Regions from separate parts of the Zea mays genome. Here all the other regions are linked to region 2. A link is a contact called in public Hi-C data. All regions are on one chromosome and are shown on one strand. The core of a region is the stretch at or near the end of the contact, and the rest is flanking DNA. Distances in the headings are between cores, read along the strand shown.

Region 1 (4,539 bases), core at 417-2,916, 180 kb after region 2:
CCGCCCAAGGTTGGCCTCGGGTGAGTGGTGAATGCTTCTCCTATCCGAGGTGCGTCTCCCGCCCTCGAGTGAGTTGTGACCGTATCACGCTCGAGGTTGGCCTCTGGCGAGTCGTGACTGCGTCTCCCGCCCGGGGTTGGCCTCGGACAAGTCGTGACTGCGTCTCCTGCCCAAGGTTGGCCTCGGGTGAGTCGTGACTGTGTCTCCCGCCCGGGGTTGGCCTCAGGTGAGTCGTGACTGCGTGAATTTAGAGTCACCAGCATCTGCTCCTCCATTGTCGCTGACATCCTTCACCTCAACCCCCCGCCGCAAGGCTGGTGGTTGGATGGGGGCAGATTTGGATGCTGACCACATTGGAGAGGACGAGCAAGTTTAAACAAGGTCTCCCGACAGCTTCTAGGGACTCGATGTCCGCTAGCTCAAGGAGCAGGGACACGACACTAGAGCTAACTGGTAAGACGATGTGTCGATTGAGAGGGGAGAAACCCTAACCTTCTCGACGGGGAGAGTGAAGAGCGTGACAAGGACGACGAGGCAAACGAGCGAGGGCCACGAAGTGTCATGGACACAAGTAGCCTCCTACGTCAGATCTGAGCTTGTCGTAGTCCTCCCCTTCCTGCCTTTCGTGCCATTCGCCAGAGGGTTTCCACATGACGCGCTGCTCCCAGATCCAATGGAGGCGACAGAGGAGAGGGGCGAGGGAGAGGTAGATAGTCGAGGCATCAGCCTTGGAGGCGGCGATGGTCCTACTCCTAGATCCGTTGGAGGTGGCAGAGGGGAGAGGAGCACGGGCGGCGACAGACATGGGCGCATCACGAGCAGGATGTTTTCATGGGGGCGCTCCGAGCGGTGCGGAGGTGAAGGCGAGCAAGGCGGGTGGGCGGGCATCGGCGGTAGGGTTGTGGACGCTTAATAGGGAGGGCAGCATGCCGGGTGTCGCCACGAGGAGCGGGAGGCACGGTGGCCTTTGGCGTCCATCGGAGGATGCCACGAGGGAAAGGGTATGAGAGGGGGCAGAGGAGCGCGGTGGTGGTGGGGGAAGTGAGTGAGAGAGAGAGAGAGTAGTAGTAGGAGACACATCAACTCCAGTCACAAGATCCACGGCCTTGCGTGGGCGAGAGTGTGGACGTCGCCGAGTGGGGGGGGCAGGCGGGGGTGGGGGCAGAGTGTGGACGCTGACGTTAGGTTCTTAATAGAGTAATATAGATTAGTGGAACTGACAACCTATTCGGCTGCTCGGCTGGCAGCTGTGGCTGCAGTTGTTCATACTGCTCTAGCTACAATTCATAGAGATAAAATACTGTAGAAACTGCAGCCACAGTTGAATTAAACCCGCACCAACCCGTAGCGAACGATCCAGACTCAATAACTTTAGGGCTAGTTTGAGAATCTTTTTTTCTAAGAGATTTTTATTTTTTCAAGGAAAATTAGTTTATTTTTCTTTAGAAAAACAATAATTTCTTGAGAAAATAGTGTTCCCAAACTAGTCCTTAATGTCGGGTTTCGGCCCTGTTGCAAATGGCTAATGGCTTTTAAGCCAAAGCGCTTGTCCAGTCCAAGCTGCTGGCCTGGCTTATGCTGCCTTGCATCTGCTCTCCCGTACAGCCGCAGCGTGCTCCTCGACCTCGCTAAAAACCAACCGCCCTGTCTCCCTCCCTCACTCACCACGCACGCACAAAGCAGAGCAGGCAACGGCACAGCCCAGCACAGGTAGAGAGAGAAAGAGAAGCGCGGAGTCAAGAAGCGGAGCAACAACAGCAGGCCGAGGAAGAGAAGAGAAGGCCAGGAGGCAGCAGCCAGGAGGAAGAGCAAGAGCAAGATGCTGCGCGGGGGCTCGAGCGTGCTGGGGATCATCAACTTCATCACCTTCCTGATCTCGATCCCGATCCTGGGCGGCGGCATCTGGCTGGCGTCGCGGGCCAACTCCACCGACTGCATCCGCTTCCTGCAGTGGCCCATCATCATTGTGGGGCTCGTCCTCATGGTCATCTCCCTCATGGGCTTCGCCGGCGCCTGCTACCGCCAGACCTGGCTGCTCCGCCTCTACCTCTTCGCCATGTTCTTCGTCGTCCTCGCGCTTCTCTTCTTCATCGTCTTCGCCTTCGCCGTCACCGACCGCGGCGACGGCCAGGTCGTCATGAACCGCCGCTTCCCCGAGTACCAGCTCTCCGACTACGGAGGCTGGCTCCGCGACCGCGTCGCCGACCCACAGTACTGGGCCACCATCAGCGCCTGCCTCCGCGACGGCCACGCCTGCGCCGGCATGAGGCGCCTCGCGCGGGACCCCAACACTGGCATGCTCGTGCCGGAGACGTCCACCATGTTCTACGGCCGCAACCTCTCCCCGATCCAGGTCCTCTTTTCAATCCCCAACACCGGCATGCGCGATTCATTTGGTTTCCATGCGCGGTTCAAAAAATTCCTCTGCTAAGGGAAGATTGGATTTTTCTTCCAGTTTTTATTATATTCTACCGGTGCACAAAAGTCGGGGATTTTGTGATGATTCAGCGTTTGATTTCCACCATTCAGTTTTGGCTTTGCTGCTGCGTTAGCTACGGAGCAGTAGGTATAATAGTTTAGAGGGGAAACAAAACAAAAAAAGCTGCATTTTTGTGTAGGCAACTTTCCTCAGAAATGAGAGGCCATCAATCAAGAGGATAAACAACCATCTAAAATCCAGGTTCTTCCTAACCTTCGATTGCTTGTTGCAAAGGTGTCGTAGGATATTCCAGTTACTTCTACCCGGCGCTAGCGTGGATCTCGAGATGAACTTTGCTTGCCCCTTCAATTAGCAGCCAGCCCCCTTTCGCTTAGCAAGTAGCAACTCATGGCCCGCCTCTACTAGTATTTATTATTCCTTCATTCTGGAGCAGCTTCCACCTTCCAGAAACTGTTAATTCATCAGGCCTTTTGCTTGTTCCTGATTTGGGGAAAAGCAGCTAGAAGGGCCACTGACTTTGGCAGCCCCGTTCGGTTCCAGCATATACCTTTCTTCAAAAGCAATCTTTTTTTCCCTGCGTTACTTTGGTTCCCTGAATTGCTTTGCTTTACATCACCGGAAGAAATTCCGTGCATAATTCTGTAGCAGGTGCCTCTAAGTACAGACGCTTTTGACTCAAATCATGGATGGGGAAACAGATCTGCACTGCCTCCATTCCATGACGGTGAAACATGTCACTGATATTTTTCGCTAAGAACTAGTTTGGCAACTCCATTTCCTAAGGGAAAATCAACTTTCTCTTGCGAAAATGGAAATCTCTTAGAAAAATGAGTTAGCCCTAAAGGATGAAGGATCTTTGAATTATATCTCCAAAAGAAAGTGACCCTTTTTTCCATTGAAGAAAATATGTACTACATACTACCACTCAACTGTACGCAGTACACCTAAGACGCTTACCAGTAAGCATCCCATGACTCATTGGTCAATTGAGTCGTGGTCCAGCCAGTTATTTACCCCCTCCAGTCACCACTCACCACTGCAGAGTGCAAGGGACGAGCAGCTATAGTAGTTGACACTATTGCAATGGTAAGTAGAATCTGGTGCCTGTGGGAGGCTAAGGATAATGTCATTGTCCTAGATTTTTTTCTCTCTCTGCTTTACGGATACCAGACGACACGGAGGTCCACAATAATTTTATGATTGAGGAATCAGGGCCTCTCTCAGCATCCTTCCAAATACACCAGTGTGACCAGGACAGCTAAAAGCCACTTGCTAGGTGTTACATCTCAGAGTTGGAATTCGGACCATGGAACCTTGCCTTGCTTGTCATTATATTCTCTATGCTGCCTTTTCTAGCTGTGAGTGTGTTTCTTTTCCTCGTTACAGTCTCTCAAATTACATGCAAATGAATATACATTTTTCCTTTTGTTATCTTCTGTAGAGATGATACTCTACATTATATGTTGTGTTTATACTAGGGCACAGAATATCTTCTGTAGGGATGATACTCTACATTAGAGATAAAAACGGTCGGAAACGATATTTATTCGGTAATCAGTTTTTTAGTCGTTTTTCTTTGATTGCGAATAAATAGGATATATAATCTACAATACAAATTTGTATTCTTGTTTTTAACATCTAGCTTGTAAAGATTCATAAAAGGTAAACCTCAAATTCATCCTATAATTTCTCAAATAATAGATATAAACTTCGGTATGGATTCGGAAATAAATTCGGTAATTTTTTCAACGTTTCGTGTTGTAGGGAGCAAATAATACATAAAACAATTTGTGTAATATTTTATTCATATGTGTACTAATGTGCTTGATAACATAAGAAAAGATCAACATTAAATTTTATGCATATCTATTTTAAAATATTAAATTTGTTCTAACAGTTCGGATTACCGTTTTCATCCCTACTCTACATTACACGTTGTGTTGAATGGCTTATTGTATATGATGGTTGGTCAATGGATGGAGTAAAAAATGTAAGGGCTTGTGAGAATCGTTCATTTGATATCTGTTGCAGGGTACATGCACCCATCAAATGCTCGTTAAATGTTTTGTTCTGTAATGATGTTAGTTTGTTTTTCCTTG
Region 2 (4,517 bases), core at 1,376-3,875:
GTGCAGGTTTGGCAAGGTATGAACAGGACGTCAAACGCGTACGTGTACTCCACACACACTCCACCTCTCTCGTACGCTTTGATTGGCCGCTCGCACGCATTTATCGCCAAGATCGGGCTTGCCCATCACTGGGATCATCCTGGCTGGCTGGCTGGCCGGCCACATATCAAACATGGATTTGCTCATTTGCTATATTTTAAATGCCTGAAATATGTTATACTATGTTTTTTAGATAACGATCTTTACAGTCGATTTATGAATGTGTAGAATTAAGATTGAGCTTCCTGATGAAAAAATCAGGCAAGAGGCTCTTTTGGTTGGAGACCTGGCATGGCACTTGCCTGCGAGTCAAGCAAACCCTATGCCACTGTTTGGACCAAGCCACTTTCCTAGAGAGCCGAATCAGACATCACTATCGGAATTCGAATGAGTGCTCAGCACTTTACCGAGTGTAATTAATCGGACACTCGGCAAAGCATTCTTTGTCGAGTGTCACTCTCGGCGAACTAATAAGGCTCTCGGGACAGATCTCGTATGTCGAGAGCGGAACACTCGACATAGAAAAACACTCGGCAAAAGAGGTTTTACCGAATGCCAAGCTCTCGGCAAAATGCGACACTCGGTAAGGGTCGTCAAGAGTCGTCTATTGTTGACGGCCATTAACTTTCCCGAGTGTCAAACGTTGACACTTGGGAATTATCTTCTTTTTGTCGATTGTAACCTGGCAAACCCTCGGCAAAAGTATACTTTACGGAGTGTCTTCCCTCAACACTCGATAAAGAATATTTGTTTCTTTTTCTTTTTTCTATACCAAACTCTTTGTGACGTTTTTTCTGCAGTATATAGACATACATATTCAATTTTACACAATTATCAAAGTGTTTGCTATAATTAATAGATTTAGTTTGTTTAATTGAATTTCTGAGAACCAACCAAATAGACCCGAATTAGACATATCTAGACATTTAAAAAGTAAGATACTAAAAAATAATAGTGTTTACCTTCAACCGGTACTAAATATCATTCCTGTAGTAGACAGGATAACGAAAGCTAGTCTATTTAGATCATCAGTTCCAGTTCGAGATTTTAAATGCTAGTCCCTCCATTTCAATTTACAATTTATTTAATTTTTTTAGTGTGATACCGTTTAGCATATAATATACTTTAAGTGTAGCTTTGATTTTTTTATATATTTTTGCAAAATTTTGAATAAGACAAGTATGTCAAATTTGGTGTAAAAATTAAACGAATTTATAAATTGGAGCGGAGGGAGTAGAAATCTACGATTTTTCTAGCTGAGGCAGACTGTGCGCATTCCCATCCATCGAGTCCACTTGCACCTCTCCTCGACATGAATACGAATGTACGATCCGATGAATTCCCCACAAAGAAGCAATTAACGTCAAATCCATCATCGTCATAAAACGACGATACCGAGCTAGCGTTTAATTAGTTTGTTAGACGAACCAGAAACTATATTATATCGCTTTGTGTCCAAAAATTACTTATATTATATATAGTTCTCGTGCATCTACGTACACGTAACATCGCTCTTAAATTTGTCCTTACTTGGTGTAAAAAGATTAATCTACAAAGACTATATTGTTAAAGCAAAATTGAGGAAGCTGTATTTAACCTCGTGACCACCTAAACTAGTGGGAATTCCCCATCCCTCAATAGAACTAGTTTTATTTGGCAAACATCATGGAAAGAATATATCAGATACACTACTCTCGCACAGAAAGAGACGTCAAGTGGTTTGGGCATCAAAACCATAAGCGGACGGGTTTCGAGTTTGGACCTTTGAATCTGGTTGATGTTGGAGCAAGAAGAAGCAGAAATGACACATGGCATCATTGTGAAGCTTGCGTCGAGACGAAGCAAGACAAAGGCAAAGTAGCAAAGGTACACTGTTACCGCCGGCAATAACTACGTACGTACGTGCATGTAAGACATGCATTGTACCGTGACATACATGTATGTCATATAAATCTATGTAGATCACTCCTACGACCGGCGGCTTATCGTCACTACAACGCATGATACATGGATGGAATGGATGTGAAGTGAGACTGTGAGAGCACTATCGGAATCGCGTTCTTTGTCAAATGTCGCTTTCCATAAATAAACATGTGAACCTAGGCCTAGGCACCTTCCACTTCAGGCATCTTCTACAAATGTAGAATGTGTGAAGGTAGGCAAACGTAACGGGAAAGGCAGGAAGCTCATCGCCAACGCATCTCCTCTCCTGCTCCTTTTGACGACCTTTCATACCTGCACCCGCTTTTTCTGGAAAGGGCATCAAGATTTATATATATATGTTATTTTTCATTATTATTAGCTTTGTTTACAACAAGTATTATTATTATTATCCGGGCTGTGAGCAGAGGGAGCTGGTACAACTTGTCCCTTGAGACGGCCAAGAGGCAACAGTGTTGTGGGCTTGCGGCCATGACGACGTTGCTAGCTGCCGTGTCCAACAGGAAGAGAAGACGGCGACGTGGTCGCACTGTACGTTTTTCCCGCCACACAAACGGGGCGGGGGGCGGTGGTATACTGGTATGGTGGCCACTGGCCAGCCGCCGTGCCGGTGCAGGCAGCAGCCCACAGGACCAACGCCGCCGCCAATGGATCGGACGGCCTCTGCTACTGCTAGAAATGGAAAGCACGCAGGTACGTGGGGCCCCCTCCCTTTCCCGCGCAAGTGCAGTGCCAGTGCGGCAGTGCGTGTGTCATTATTCTGTCCGGACCGGTAGGTAGTAGTATCAGATGTACTACCAGTCAAACGACAGTGCCTTCCGCGGCGGCCAAAGGTACAGTGACACTTTGCCAAAAACAAAAAAAAAACAGCAAATAAAGAAAGGAACGCGCGCGGGAATATATCGATCTCATCTTTTTTTTTCTTTGTTGTTGTTGTTGTCTACAGAGATGGTAAGGAAATAAATAAATAAAGGTGCTACATAAAGACCGGATTCTTTATTTCTTTCCAAATCCAGAAAAGGAATTATCTTCCCCGGAATCTATTTTCGAGCAAATAATAATAATAATATATGATTTTGTTATTTTTCATTGGTTCTCTGGTTAATCATTTTGGACGTCATCTACCTAATAACATAGGTCGTCCACTATGTGGAGCGCACGGCCTTAGCTTAAGACACAATTTGTTGACTTCCAGGATTATATAATCCACCTTATAGATTATATAATCATATAATGATATCTAGTTATCAAGATTATATAATAATCCACCTAATAATTTGTGTTGTTTGTTTGCCTCTTGATATAGTAGGACTATGTAGCCTACTGACATGATCAATTTACTTCTCTAATCACCGGCAAAATGAAAAATCCATTGTTTACCTTGCCTTGAGTTGTATTAACGGTTTCCACCAAAGTCGTTCAAGACTCTAAGTAGCTCACATGTATTCCATCCAGTCTTCAAATACTTTAAGGGGTCTTCACTTTGGATGTAAATACTTTATGTTTAAGCATTTGAAGCTCATTTTAGACTAGGATACCCTTGATCTAGGTGGTCCACATATTCTCCTAGGCATGACAAATTACTCAGAGACACGCTTCCTCTTCCCACTACATGTGTGCATGCATTGAAACCGTGAAAAAACCTACGAGTGCAATCGATCAGGTCGGGAAAAAAAGGCACACCTAGAGGCTAGAGCTCAGTCAGTCCCGAACGATTGCAAAAAAAAAAAGACACTAGAGCTCGACCTCAAAACCCAGTGTGTCAATTTTTACAGCCAGCGTTGCAACCATCTAAGCTAACATCTTGTATTTAAATATTATAGAAACAACAACCCTATTTAATAGTTCCTTGGTATATATACAAGATCATGTCCAAAACATCAAGCATTTGAAGACTAGATGTAGTACATGGACCAACCTGCAACCTTACTTTATCAGAGAAATCGTCAGTCCACACATATTTGTCATTAATTACCAAGGCACTACTGAGAGGTTAGATGCCCACACCGTTTCACCAAATGATTGGTTAAAAAGCACGGACTCCTGTGGAGCTGCTACTCTGCAGAGGAGCGGGAGTCAGAACCATTTTTAGAAGAGCCAAAGTCCTACCAAACATACTCTTACTCTCTCTTTTTAAAGGTACTACCTCTTTTGAATTTAAATGTATTACTCCCTCTTTAAAGAGATAATAGAGAAGACGAACAAGAAAGGGAGAGGGAGAAACGAATGAAAAGGAAAACGGATGGCTCCTATCGTCCAGAACTGAATTGGATTGATCGTAGCGATACGGTACTGGTTACTTTGTGTCCCTACACGATATGATCCTAGCTGTTGCCTGTGTGCGCTATTACTAAGCCCCTCCCCAAAGGCTTGTTCGGTTACACCAATTCAGAAGGGGATTGTAGGAGATTAAATCCCCTCAGGGCTACTTTGGGAACCTCAAATCCCCTTCAGGATTGGAGGGGATTAAGGGCTTGTTCGGTTATTCCTATCCCGTGTGGATTGGATGGGATTGAAAAAAATTATGAAAGATTTTG
Region 3 (4,493 bases), core at 1,086-3,585, 190 kb before region 2:
ACTTGATTTGTTTGCCCTCTTTCCTCTCTCTAACGTTTTCTTGCTAGTATCAATTTTAGTTTGCTCCCATACGTCATCCGCATCCTTTGAACAACTCTTAGCAAGAGAAATATTCTTTCGGACTTGAATTTAATTCTAATGCTAACTCCGGCCCTAGTATGTGTTTAAGTTTATAAATTTTCAGGTTTCACCTATTCACCCCTCTAGACAACTTTCACGAACAGGTGTCTGATTGCGTGAGCTCAATGAGCTTTAATCGGTGTCCGCAGCGTCTAATGACTTCATCGTGTCATTGTATGGCCGTCGTCTGCGTCTCCAAAATGTTGAAGCCGTCCTCTGAGCCTCCATTTTGTCCAAACCCACTATGTCGTGCTTTATAATAACAATAATCTCGGCTGCAGAAAGCAGCCCACCCCATCCAAGAGCCCCAGCACCTGTTAACGACCCTAGCCCGACCTAAGCCAACCATCAGCACTGGTGGTTAGTTTCAGAGTTTCTTATATCTACCGGAGAGTGAATCGTTGGATCCCAAAGAACTGCAAAAATGCAGTAAGGCCTTGATACTGAGTTTAAATAGCACACTTTGAAAATCCAGTTTGTGTAGTGTATTGATGATATTTTATGCCTTCTGCCTTATTGCATGCTTTTCGTCTATCCTGCATACTAATATGTGCGCAAGTGCTTATTATCAACGTTGATGGTAGTTTCTCTGTCATGATAAACTTGTGGTGCAGTCATGCTGGAACTGGAATACACAGAAGTTATCTGCTGTGAACCAGGCTGCATTAAGTTCTTTTCAAACATGAATGCCTCAAGATGCATAATCAATCCTACCATCAACATGTCCAGTGTGACATATGTGGCATGAAACAGCTAGAGAAGAATTTGCAACGCCATCGTCGGATGCATGAAGGTTCCTGTGATCCTGTCTCACTGAGAGCACCAGCGGCTAACTGGACATGGCAAACTATTTTAGAGATCGAAGGGGATTGAGGTGGAAATAAAATAATATCCCGCTAAAGAACAATTTATTTGGCATATACAGGAAGGGCAGACCCGGTGCTGAAGAAGATATAAACCAAGGCAAAGCCTTTGAACCTGAGACAGCTCTTGTCGTTGTACCAAACCTGTCCCCTTCATGAAGAAGAATGTATGCAGTATTATGTTTATATACGATAACAAAGACAGGTCATTGGACATTAATTATAAAAAAGCAATATGCTGCATGATCATCAGATCTCTATCTTCAAATGTTCAAGCGTCAGCACGGCTTGGGAACATGTTCTGGTGCTGTTTCCAGCGCACTTCATTCCAATTTGCAGGTGCACAATGCCAAATTCCTTTCAAAAAAAACCAATACACCACAACATTGACCAGATTTAAATTTCAAATAACTACACATCGCAATACCAAACTTAATTTTCAACTGAAATGCACCCGCGGCTAAACCTTTTTTGGAGTCTGATTTCTGAACCAGAAATGACAATTAAAAATCAGTCCAACTTCCAGAATGGAGTTCATGGTAGTATTATATATCAGTTTTCCTACTACATGTATCCTGAACTGAACAAATTTGAGGCGCACAAGAGGGACTGACTGAAAAAAGGACCTTCCTTTAAGCCAAGCCGCAGCTGCAAAACCATACAACAAGGCAGAGGCAGAGGCAGAGTGAGACGAGCGGCAAGAGACCTTGTCGACGGGTCACTTCTCAGCCGGCGCGGCCGCCTCCCCCTCCCCCTCGGCGGGCGGCTTGTCGGCCTCCGCGGACAGTGCCTCCTGACGCGCCCGTAGGACGGCGAGGACGTTGACGGCGGGCATCTGCAGGCATCCGAGGAGGTACTGGTAGGACTGCGCCCTGGTGGGCATGTTCTCGAGCTGCGCGAAGTCGTCGGGCCCGTAGAGCCGTCCCTCGTAGACGGCGCCGGTGAAGTCGTTGAGCTGCAGCTTCCACTCCTTCTGGAAGTCGCGGTAGGGCTTGAGCGCCGGCGGGATCTCGTCGGAGCGCACGAACAGCCACGCGTTCATGCCCCGCGCGCACGGCCTCAGCGCCTCCCACCGGGTGCCCGCCACCGCCGCCGCCATGTCCGAGTTCTTCGCCACCACCAGCCGCGCCGCGTCGGGCAGCGACGCGCGGATGCTCCGCAGCTGCGCCACCGTGAACCCGTGGCACCAGATGCCCGCCAGCAGCTGGCACCCGTCCAGCTCGCGCCGCAGTGCCTCCTGCCGGACCAGCCCCGACATCCCGCGGATCGACGGGGTTAACGACGCGGCACAGCTGCGCACGGACGTCATCGGCGGCGGAGGCGGCGAGGGTTCTGCCTGGGATGCGAGTGTGCTGTGTGCGTGTGATCTCTTGCCTCCCACGATCAGAGATGGATCGCGGGCTTCCTTTCTAATGCGACGATGGCTTAACTAAAAGCCCAGTGGTTGCAGCAGTGGGCTCAAAGCCTAATACCTGCAGTGATGGGCTTCAGAGATTAAAGGGCTGTAGTGCCCCCCATGCATCATTTGGATTTTGGAGGAAATTCGTTTTTTTTCCTCTCACGAACTATAAAATCAGATACAATACAACTCATCTCTCGCCTCCAAATTGAACACGTGACCTTCATGGTGGTTTTCATGTGTGGTTTTTTCTTTCACGGGGCGTTTGGATCCCTTCATTTTAAAGGAATTAGAATTCACTCAATAAAATAATTAATTTAGTTTGGAATTTGGCATTCCACCACTTTCCAAAGTTCAGATATAAGTCTATCTCAAATTCATATGGTGGAGGATAGGAAATGATTTTATGCATGAGTAGAATTTGTTTATACTCTGTAACTTACATGACACTCTTCGTTCCACTCCTCTATAGTAAAAATGTAGCACATAAATATCTAGGACATCTTGCTAATAATAGTATACAAATATATTTTGTATAAAAGCGAATTAACTTAATTGATATATGCCTAAATTACTATTATTAGAATGGAATTCAATTCCAGTGATCCAAATGGGGCATTATATTATTTAGGCTGCTTTTTTCTAAAAAATTATAGTAGATCAAATATAAAAATAGAAAATTCAAATTTGTTGGGCATATATAAGTGTATCTGTATATATACACAGGATGAATATATGATATGCTGTGATTTAGTATATTTTTTATTATATCTTTAGATATCTGCTTTTATGTAATTAACCCATAGCTACAGTCATATATGATCCATCTAAAGCTACAACAAAAAAATATACTAAAGTATATCATATCATATGTTTGCTATATAGGTCTACTCATGTAGAGTTCAACAAAACTCTAGGCATGAAGTTTTTTAATTTTGTAGTGATTTAATATGTTTTTTTTCAAAAATTTAACCAAAATAAACATAAAAGAAAAGGAGATAAAAACACCAAGGAAATAGATAGAAACTAGGTGAATGCCCGTGCGTTGCAATGGAACCGTATAATGACATGATAATCTTGGTTTCCACAACACCAATAAATCTAGGTCGTGGATCCTGATCATATTCTGGTTGCAAGACAATCAATCATGTCATACATGCAGTATAGTTTAACACAGGATGAGATATTATATATACTTGTACTCCAACATTGTATCATGTATGCAATACAACTTTCTTCAACATAACAATTGTGTTTCTCTACAGCTTTTCTCCTCTCCGCATACTCTTCTCACTGTTCATCCATCCTACCTTTAACGTCACTCCTTGGATGCTACCACCAGCAGCCCCAGTGCACCAATTAGAAGATACTGCACCAACAAACGACAGCAGTCAACCAAAAACACACCAGTAACAGACCCTCCTATTACTTGTAACAAACTCAGCCCAACACTAAAGCACTGGCCATTTGTTTAACACTCCATTTGTTCAACCACTATGTGCCTAATAAACCAGAATGCTCATACCTTGAGGACTGGTTTCTCCGTCATGACGATTGTAAGCCACCCAGCATAAGGCAGATAGCTGCTCAAGTGTTAACATTAAATAACAGGGAACAAGAGTCAGATGGAGTAAACAATCGTTAATCATCAGTCATGACAGTGAATGTAATGTATTCCCTCAAGAGTCAAGTGGGAAGAAAAACTCACCCAACAGCCCGTCCAATGATGTGCTGTCGCTGCAGCCAAAGCTGCCCATGTGCGTACAGGACTCGGTCATCCCCGGGATTATTGTCACCTGATGAGACACAATTAGTTTATTTCTGTTCTTGAAAATGCTCATGAAGCAAAATAAAGCAGCTGTAAAAAAATATGGCTACCTTTCGTGAGAATGTCAGAGTCCACCGTATCATGGCGCTCATGAACCTATGAGGGGACAAAAGAAAACTCAAGCCGCAATCCAAGTATGGTATATAATCTACAATAGAATCAAACTATTAAATACAGTAGCTTGCTACCTTGATCACACGATGGACAATTGGAATATCACGGCCCTGCACTCAGGCTACATCGACGATATGGCGAGGAGACAAGCCTCAGGAGGAGAGGAACA

What was found. Hi-C and Micro-C count contacts between places; a contact is called where the count stands out from the background.
Region 1: a Hi-C map of tassel shows a contact between it and region 2, with 2.3 times the contacts expected there. The contact joins the promoter of LOC100282127 here to the enhancer-like site in region 2. A contact is called at or near these places in 4 of 25 Hi-C or Micro-C datasets (ear, leaf and tassel).
Region 3: a contact with region 2 is called in a Hi-C map of bundle sheath, with 3 times the contacts expected there. The contact joins the promoter of LOC100285698 here to the enhancer-like site in region 2. A contact is called at or near these places in 2 of 25 Hi-C or Micro-C datasets (bundle sheath and leaf).

What each region holds. Positions count from the first base shown.
Region 1 is chr8:135,406,036-135,410,574 of Zm-B73-REFERENCE-NAM-5.0, reverse strand. LOC100282127 (senescence-associated protein) reads left to right here and starts at 1,666. Exons shown (of 2, transcript NM_001368937.1): 1 at 1,666-2,353. The coding sequence starts at 1,820.
Region 2 is chr8:135,588,964-135,593,480 of Zm-B73-REFERENCE-NAM-5.0, reverse strand. No RefSeq gene overlaps it. Among protein-coding and RNA genes, the nearest start is that of LOC100193464, 15 kb to the right of the region's middle. Within about 2 kb of position 2,625, at least 18 of the 20 cell types and tissues checked have an H3K27ac peak or open chromatin away from gene starts, as enhancers often do. A contact at or near this core is called in bundle sheath, ear, leaf and 1 more, where this site is marked.
Region 3 is chr8:135,783,374-135,787,866 of Zm-B73-REFERENCE-NAM-5.0, reverse strand. It overlaps LOC100285698 (50S ribosomal protein L10, chloroplastic-like), which reads right to left and starts at 2,335. Exons shown (of 1, transcript NM_001158589.2): 1 at 1,487-2,335. The coding sequence starts at 2,292. The coding sequence ends at 1,702. It overlaps LOC103637302 (signal peptidase complex catalytic subunit SEC11C-like), which reads right to left. Exons shown (of 6, transcript XM_020543124.2): 3 at 4,399-4,439; 4 at 4,261-4,306; 5 at 4,091-4,178; 6 at 3,864-3,965. The coding sequence ends at 3,902.